Linked DNA regions of Arachis hypogaea: region 2 is linked to region 1. The links are chromatin contacts, called in public Hi-C maps. All regions are on one chromosome and are shown on one strand. Each heading gives the region's core, a stretch centred on a gene start, on an enhancer-like site or on the middle of the called end of the contact. The rest is flanking DNA. Distances are from core to core; before and after follow the strand shown.

Region 1 (4,460 bases), core at 761-3,260:
CCAGGAGCTATAGCAGCTACCGAATAGCCAGCAACACCAGCAGTGACACGAACATCAAGCAGCATTATCAGTGACATAATCGGTAGTACGGTACTAGCAGCATCCACCAGTAATAAGCAGATAATACATTTTATATTTATGTACCACAAATATAAAACAAAAGTAATAAAAAGAAGCATGATAGAACCATTCCATGTACCTTGAATGCAGCAGTTTTTGGGCAACTGTAACCACATCCTCCTACAGGGTGAGTAGCCTCTCCCCCTCCTCTTTTTTGATAATTCGAAACAGCATTGAAAACCCTCTTAATGTTCAACATCTCTTCTCTTCTCTTCTCTTCTCTTCTCTTTACCCTCAAAAAATACCCCAATCCCCAAACAACAACTAACAAAGTAAACAACAAGAACAAAGATCTCACTATATTGGCATCTTAAGAAGTTAACTTAACCTAGCAGAGGATTAATAAACTTAAGAAAAGAAAAAGTAACAGAAACACATGCTATACTAGAAGGAAAAACTGCCACCAATGAGGAAGTGGAGGTCAGCGGGGCTGCCGCAAAAATACTTGCACTTCTAAGAAGTTTAAAAAAAAAGGTCTTTCAAAGGTGCAACTAGCTTTTGATTTCTTAGCCCCTTTTCTAGCTAGTTTTATTTCTTAACTTTAATCATTCTCAAAGGTCATCAAGCAGTGGTATTTATTTGCACAAAAGAAAGGTGTAAATAGAAATTAATTAAACCAAAATAATAACATCAGCAACTGAGTTAAAATACTAAAATATATATGATCATCATACTATTCCAAACAACAAAATAGATGAAACTCGTATTAAAATTTAGATTTGAAACAATAAAAGTAGCATGCATAGCAATCACCAATTAAAAATTTCTTAGCCAAGACTACAGCAATTTGCTGCTGAAACAGCTAAGCTAAGACAATTTTTTTGCCCATCGATTGTATGTTAAATTAGTCCAAAACTGTTTCAATTCCATGCTAAAGTTTTGCAAAATTATCCTAAAAAAGAACTAAAGTACTATAAGGAATGGAAGTATTAACCTCAACAAAACACATTAACTTTCTGGTTCAAATATACAACATATAATTTTAACCAAGCCTAACCACAACACTATCTCACATATCCTACACAACTTTCGAGAAAACAAGACAAAACATGATGATTTCATCTGTTTTATGCCCAAAATTCAAAAACAAAATGCAAAATCAACAAACCCTAACAAAGCAAGATGCAAAATCATAAAGCAAAATGCAAAATAAAAAAGAAAACTCTAGCATAGTAAGAAGCAAAAATTACAAAAGATTGTAGAACTCCAAAAATCAGAACAAACCCTCAAAAAAACCGTAAAACCAGATACACACCATTGATCTCTGTTCAGTGCTAATGTCTCGGTTCATCGTCACTACCATCTCAGTTCTCCATCGCGGTTGGTCATCACCAAGGCCAACCTGTCGTTCTTCACTGTTCTTCGTCACTGAGAACAGAGAATGAGCGGTTTTGGCCGAGACAGACTGAGTGGTTATGAGAGAGAGAGAGAGAGGGAGAGAGAGGGAGAGATTCTGAGACATTCGAATGTGAAGACGGAGTGGTGAGTGGAGATGAATCAGTTACAAATGAAGAGTGGGGGAAGAGGCATACCAAGAGTGTCGTCGCAGCGTCGCAGAGGTTTGAAGTTGTCAGTTTTCATTTGAGTTATCTCCTCCGCTGCTTGACTACTTCATAGCTCCATCGCATCTTCGCATCTCCACCTCATATCAGTTGGTGCCGCACCTCTTTCTCGCGGTCGCAGCTCGTCTCGCCTCCTCAGTTCTGTTGCTCTCTACCTGTCGTGCTTCCGTTACTCGACGCCTCCCTGCCATGGCCGTCGTCTGTTCAGTGCCGGCGCCGTAAACGAGTGTTTGAGAGATGAGAGTGTGTGGGTTTGGTCTTTCGGAGATAAAGCGGCAAGGGTTTCAAGAGAATTAAGGACTTGTTTGGGTGAACTTTTGAAAAAGATCTTTTTTTGAGTTATCTTTTTTTAAAAGATCTTATAGAGAAGTAAAAGTAATTTTATGTTTGGATATCTCATGTAAAAATATTTTTTTATCTATTAATTATGTTTGGGTATCACAATATAAAAATACTTTTTTGTTCATTTATTACACGAAAAATATTTTTTTTTTAAGAAAAAAAGATCTTTTAAAAAAAGATGTAAATTACAACTTCTCAAAAAAGATCTTTTTTTTATTTTACTAGTATTTTTACTTTTACTAATAGAAATTTGTTAAATACGTTAAAAAATAAAAAAAATCTTTTTTCATTAAAAAAAGATTTTTTTTTAACAAAATAATGGCGCCCAAACATGCACTAAAAAAGAAAAGGGCTTTTACTTTTTAGAGATATCTGACCAGAATGGTTTCAGATAATTAAAAGGGGGAAAGGGAAAGGGAAGGAGAAAAAGAAAAAGAGAAAGGTTTCCCAAGATTAAGGGTAAAGAAAAGTGTATCAAAGGTTTAATTTGGAGTAAAATTAAAAATGAGTGCGTTAAAAAAGTGCAGTCCAAATAAAAGAAGTGCATTTCAAGAGAATCACTTTAAATTTGACCTCCGATGTAATCTAATCTTTAAATTGTTAATTGATTTAAATTATATTTTAAAATTTTGATTCGTATTTTAATTTGGTTCTTTCGATATTTTTTATTACCGAAAAATTGATTTGATAATTTTAAATAACACATGTCACTGTAACAATTAGATGATATAGTCAAATTTTTTAAAGTATCAATTAGTCTCTCATAATTTGAACATAAAATGTAACAGTTAGACAAAAAAAAATTATAAAATAAAATAATAAATTATATAAATATCTTCATCTTCTTCCTCTCACATCTTCTTCCTCTTCTTACATCTTCTTCCAACAATCACTATTGTTATTATCACACGTACTATTGCACCACTAAAATATATTATAACCAATTATTAGTTCTTAATGGTCTTTATAGAAAAAATATGAAATAATTTTACAAAATGTCATTAATATCCTTTTTTTTTATTATCTTTTCTATAAAAAAAATTTCGAGTTCTTCTACCAACCTTTTCAGGTGTGGCCATTGGCATTCATGAAGGTTGAGGCGCTATGAATCTTTTCGACAATGAATTGTTCTTCATATGACCCTTCCTAGCACTCTATCACTTATATATGTAACTAAGCATTGCAATTGGAGATTGCAAATTTTGGGTCTTTTTTTTTCTGAGATTTCAACTTTTAAGTTTGTCAAGCATCGACCAAAAATTTTACTTCCATATTTATTAGGACTCCTAAGACTTACTATTTTGGGTGTTAATAAAGACTTGTTGATTTGAGATTAAAAAGTAAAACATGTGAAAAAAAATGAGTCAGTGACAGAAAGAAAATAGAAAAAATAGCAGTTGTAATAGAAAAAACAAAATATAAGAACTAACATTCTTGACCTTTCATTGTGTATTCTGTGATATTATGTTATTTGTAATAGGAGTCAGGGAAAGAACAAATGAAATTGAATCAGACGTAGTGATGTACAGAAACGAGAGTGAGAGAGAGAAGAAGAAGAAGAAGAAAAAGGACAAAATTAAAATTTTAAAATAAAACTACTATTTAAAATATTTAAATATAAATATAATTATTATATAATTAATAAAAAGTTTGAATCTTAACCATTAGTTCAAATTTTCATTGGTTATGATTCAAAAAGAATCTTGGACCACCATGAATCAAAATATACTTTACCTATCTAAGAAAGCTCCTAATATGCTAAATACAAAAATTATTTGCCATTAATAAAAATAAAAGTTTATCTATTTTGTGTCTTAAAGAGACATGTTAACTTTATAAATTAATAAATTTTTTATTAAAAATATGAAAAATTTTAAATTTTTAATGGATTTATTTTATATTTATTAAATAAAAACATTTAAAATTTTTTAATAATAATAAACTTATCATGTATACTTAGTACACATATTAACTACTACGATCTAGGGGAATTGGGGTTGCGCTAGTTTTATGTTCAAATTGTAAGGGTTAAATTGATGTCTTAAAAAATTTGGCCATGTCATCTAATTGTTATAGTGCCATGTATCATTTAAAATTGCCAAGTCACTTTCCAGTAACGAAAAATGTCGGAAGGGCCAAATTGAGGCATGGGTCAAAATTTCAGGGTACAATTTGAGTCAATTGAAAGTTTAAGAGCTAAATTGCGTCGGTGGTTAAATTTCAGGGGTCATTTTGAGTATTAACTTACAGTCCAAAGATAAAATTTAGGGCAAATGACATAAAGAAATGAATTGAAGTAAAAAATTGTATGGATTTTCTAGAATGAAAAATGTGATGTGAGTGCCATAATTTTATATAAATCGAAACAAGTTATTTTGATTTATTTTCAGTTAATGCAAATCGAAATAATCTAATTCGATTTGCTAAGTCTACATT
Region 2 (5,183 bases), core at 2,339-4,838, 150 kb before region 1:
CGGATAATGATATGCTTGCTTTCGAAATCTTTCACTACATGAAGAAAAAGACAGTGGGAAGGAAATGTTATGTCAGACTTAAACTTGATATGGAGAAAGTGTACGATAGAGTCAAGTGGATCTTCTTAAGAGAGGTATTAATCTCTATGGGTTTTCCAAATAGATGGGTGCAAAAAATCTGGAATTGTGTCAGCACAACCTCCTTCTCAGTGCTGCTGAATGGAACCCCATCTAAACCTTTTCAACCCTCGAGAGGATTGAGACAAGGAGATCCCCTTCCCCTATACCTCTTTATCATTTGTGCCGATGTGCTATCGGACAACCTCATGAAGGCACAAGAGAGCAGAATGGTTCACGGGATCAAAATCTCTAGAACCGGGCCAGAGATAAACTATCTCTTCTTTGCAGATGATAGTATACTCTTCACTAGAGCAACAGACCAGAAAATCCAAACAACAAAGAAAGTGTTGATTAGATACCAACAAGCCTCGGGGCAATGTATTAACATGGAGAAATCAGAGCTGTCTTTTAGCCGAAATGTACTTACTACCAGACAAAGGCTGATCTAAGAACGGTTGGGAGTAAAGGCTATAGAAAGGCACTCAAAGTACTTGGGGCTACCGACTTTCGTCGGGAAATCCAAGAAACAAGTCTTCGAGTACGTCCAAGAAAGGGTGTGAAAAAAGCTCAAAGGGTGGAAGGAAAAGTTCCTATCAAAGGACGGGAAGGAAGTTCTCATTAAAATGGTGGCTCAATCAATTCCGACTTACATAATGGGATTCTTTAGGTTACCAATTGGCCTATGTCAACACATCGCATCTATGATTAGTAAGTTTTACTAGGGTTCGAAGAGTGGGAAAAGGAAAATACATTGGGTAAAGTGGAAAAAACTCTGTAAACCAGAACATTATGGTGGATTAGGCTTTCGAGACATTGAGGCTTTTAATTCAGCTTTCCTAGCTAAACAGGGGTAGAAACTCATCCGGAATCCAGAATCTCTGGCTGCAAGAACCATCAGGAGAAAATACTATAATAAAAAAATATTTTTGAATGCAGATTTGGGGTTCACTCCAGTTTCACATAGAGAAGTATCTGGCAAGTAAAAGGTGTGCTAGAAATGGGTGGGTTTTGGAGGTAAGTGATGGTAAAGAAATTAAAGTTTGGAAAGATCCCTGGCTACCCAAGCAGAACGGTTCCAAAGCCTGGTCCCCCAACCCATCATCTCTAAGCAAAAATACTAAAGTATATGAGCTTATGAATGAAGAGGAAAAATAGTGGAATACAGAGCTGATAAACCAAGTCTTCCTACCTTTTGAAGCAAAATAAATACTAGAGATCCCAATTTTTAGATCAGAGAAAACAAAAAAGTTCATTTGAAAAAAAAAAAGCAAAAAATAGACTGTTCAGGGTAAAGCTAGCATACCACGAAATTAAAGCATAAAACAGGAATCAATCAACAAATTGGCATGAAAAACTAAGAAAAAAAGGTACCTGAAAATAGATTTGGAAGATCAAAGTCCCCCAAGAACACTAAATTTCATGGAGAGACTGTTGCACAAATCCCTCCCAACTATGAAGAACCATTGAATGCTCACCAATTTGTGAGGGATGCTGGATAGGAAAAGAGACGGAAGAACACCTCTTCAAACACTGCAAATTCGCAAAGCGATTCTGGTTTGCATCACTATCCAATTTAAGGTCTGGAACATGTAGAGAAATTGATTTAAAAGGATGGATTACAGAGATTCTGGGTGAGCTCCAAAAGAAAGAACATGGCTTTTTCTGTACCTTACTAAACCAACTCTGGCGAACAAGGATTTTGATGATTTTTGAAAAAAAAATGCTAACAATTGAGGAAGAAATAAAAAAAGCTTTGATATCCTTCGAAGAATTTTGGAACACCCAAGCTACTATGGAGGAGAAGAGGAAGAGCCAAAACCCACTAATTCCCCTTATGCTGAAGTGGGAGGAGTCACCAAACTCAACGCTAAGAGTTAATGTAGATGCAGCAATTGGTAATAGTAATAGTGGATGTATAGGGGATGTTATTAGAGATAACTTGTGCCAAGTTATGGCAACAAGTCTATAGTAGTGTAATTAAAATTTTAGAGGTTATTTTGGTGTAGGATTCCAATTTAAGAGATCATTTTAGGATTTAATAGACTCAACGAATATGATTAAGTCTAATTGTGTGAAACTCATTCTTTTTAGAATTTAGCTAACATGTTCCCTTAGTTAAGGGTACATGTTAAGTTTATAAATTAAAAAAAATATTATAAATATAAAAAATTAAAATTTTCAATACATTTATTTTACATTCATTAAAAAAAATATTTAAAATTTTTTACTAATAATAAACTTATCATATGTCTTTAAGACACATATTAGTCAAACCCTTCTTTTTATCTAAATACAAATATTATACAAAACAAAAAGTCTAAAAGCAATAGAAAATTAGCTTAATACAATTTAAAATTATTTTATTTTATATTTCTTAGTTATTACTTATCTTATTTTATATTTATTAATTATTATTAATTCTAAATATTTTTTATATTGACAAAGACCTAATTATAAAATTAAAAATAGTACAAGAATATAATTAAAAAAATTATAGGATCTAATTATAAATTTAGTAAAACTATAAAAATCAACAAACTAATTAAAATTATTCGATATAATAAATATATAATTCTAAAAGTTACATACATAAAATAAAAATATTAAATTAAAGAGTAAAGTAATAATTAGATCCTTGAAGATTTTAACTTCGCATTAATTAGTGCCTAAAGAAAAAAAAGTACCAATTTGGTCCTCCAAAATGGCAAACAGTGGACACATGATGTCCTTCTATCAATTAATCAATTAAAACTTAACGTTGATGCTTATACGTACTGTTAATTACTCTGACATGTCTATTTATGAAAGATAGTCATGTAGAAAACAATTTTTGGAATGAAATTTCACTTGTTTTGATAGAATTTATGATAAAAGGTATATGAAAACTCAAAAGATAATAAATGCTTCACTGTGTAAAACTACATTGTTTTCCTACTCATGTGACAATAACGAGACATGCACCACTGTAAATAACAGAATACATGGACAATTCAGTTTTGTTTTGCACTATTTATTGACAGAAAGTCATATATGTGGTCATACATGTCTACCGTTTACTATCTTGGAGAACTTAATTGGTTTTTTTTTTCAAGGACTAATTAGTCCAAAATTAATATTTTTAAAGATCTAATTGTCACTTTACTCTAAATTAAATAAAGTTACTTAAAATTATTGTTAGACTTTGTATAATTAAACAAGTTATAACTCTTTTCTATTTTATTTAGATAGTTCATTTTTGTTTTGTAGTTTGTACATAAGTACATTAAAAAAGGTCTGAAATCCCAAATTAGCCCTCAAGTAAATTATTTTAGTAATGGAAAAGTCTAGGGGACCAGCAATTTTATTGAATTTTGGTCAGTATGTAACCAGCAGAAAAAAGTGAGCTATTAGATGAAATCTCACAACAATCTCACACCATTAAATTATCATTGATGACTATTTGATGGTTACTAATCACAAATGTTACTGGTCCCTAATATTGCTCGTAAGTAATTAGTAGTAGCTAACCTGGGTTGTAGTTTCGTAGCGGATAAGCAGATATATCATATATGATGATCATCTGACCATTTTGTCCTCCTTCATTCCTTCTACCTTCCTAATTCCTAACCCTCCCGGAGAACAATTCCAGTAATCGAAGTTGAATCACCGAATTCCAATGGGAATCGTTGGGAACCTCACTGCAGATCAGCTCCAATCCTTCAATTCTCAAGGTACCCTAAACCCTAACCCCCTTTCTCTTCATAGTTCAAATCCCTAGTCTTCAAACTAAGCTTACACCAATCACCATGTTTTTGCGTAGGTTATATTGTGTTGGAATCCTTTGCCACTGATGACGACATTGATGCCATGGTTCGGAGGATGGACCAATTGGTCAATGACTTTGACCCTTCCTCCACCGCCTCTATTTTCTCCACCAAGAACCAGGTCTAAAGAAAACAAACTTACTTTCATTCTGTTTCTCCTTCTTTTTTGTGTGTTACTTTTTAACTGTAGTATTTACCTCACTCTTGATTGTTTTTATGGATTTCACAGCAAAAGTTGACTGATGATTACTTCTTTGAGAGCGCAGAGAAAATTTCCTTCTTCTTCGAAGGTATTCAAAAATCATTTACTTACACGGGTTTCTTCTAAGATTGTGGAAATGATAAATCCATTCATTTGTTTATTTTCATGAACTGTGTCACTGTAATTCATTCTATTAGATTATTTTCAAGTAGTGTGGATGTTGTTTTTTTATGATGTGACAATCCATGATTGGAAGCTTGTTTTTACAGTAAAAGTGCACTACAAATTAGAATGTCTATTGATAATTGCATGGTTTGGTGATTTCCTCTGTTTTGTGTATTGGCAGAGAAAGCATTTGGGGATGATGGAAAATTAAAGCAACCCAAGCAACTCTCCCTTAATAAAGTAGGCCATGGTGAGCCTTCAATACTCTTGCGCTCTCTGTATATATGTGTGTGTGCGTGCACACCCTCCGGTAGCACTCTTTTAATGATGCCCTTTAGGCTTGTATGTTGAATTAATTTGTTTAGGACAAATTTGTAGAAGGCCATGGTTTTCGTTAATGTGAAAAGACTAAGATTATTCAATTTGGGTTACCCTTTTTAGATGAGACCACATGCTGTTGTACACTGGTGAATGCAAGAAATCTGTCGGTAGCATTGCTAATTCCAAAAATGATTCTGTTCCCTGTGAATCTAACTATCCTCTTTTGGGGGGGTTGGGGCCTGTGGTGTTTGTTATGATTCTGTGCAGCGCTTCACGAGATTGAGCCGGCATTCAAGAAGTTTTCTTCTTCCAACAAAGTTTCTAGTTTGATGTACTCCTTAGGTTACAAGAGGCCAGTAATCATGCAGTCTATGTACATTTTTAAGGTACATTTTCATCTGTCTTTCTGAGGTTCAATTGCTGATCATATGGTTGAAACAACATTTTCTGGTTGTATATAAACATATAAATAAGGAATATTCTAGTGTTGACTATTTTGGTTTCTGGAATTTATGATTACCTGGCATATGAAATTTTAATTGGCAGCAACCAGGTATAGGGGGTGAAGTAGT

Evidence for each region. Hi-C and Micro-C count contacts between places; a contact is called where the count stands out from the background.
Region 2: a Hi-C map of an unstated tissue shows a contact between it and region 1, with 2.6 times the contacts expected there. The contact joins the promoter of LOC112741998 here to the promoter of LOC112741996 in region 1. A contact is called at or near these places in 3 of 8 Hi-C or Micro-C datasets (leaf and an unstated tissue).

What each region holds. Positions count from the first base shown.
Region 1 is chr14:38,180,570-38,185,029 of arahy.Tifrunner.gnm2.J5K5, reverse strand. It overlaps LOC112741996, which reads right to left and starts at 2,010. Exons shown (of 4, transcript XM_072214078.1): 1 at 1,653-2,010; 2 at 200-384; 3 at 2-93. The coding sequence starts at 1,701. The coding sequence ends at 55.
Region 2 is chr14:38,328,241-38,333,423 of arahy.Tifrunner.gnm2.J5K5, reverse strand. LOC112741998 (phytanoyl-CoA dioxygenase) reads left to right here and starts at 3,588. Exons shown (of 9, transcript XM_025791209.3): 1 at 3,588-3,830; 2 at 3,920-4,044; 3 at 4,153-4,213; 4 at 4,472-4,540; 5 at 4,879-4,997; 6 at 5,158-5,183. The coding sequence starts at 3,776.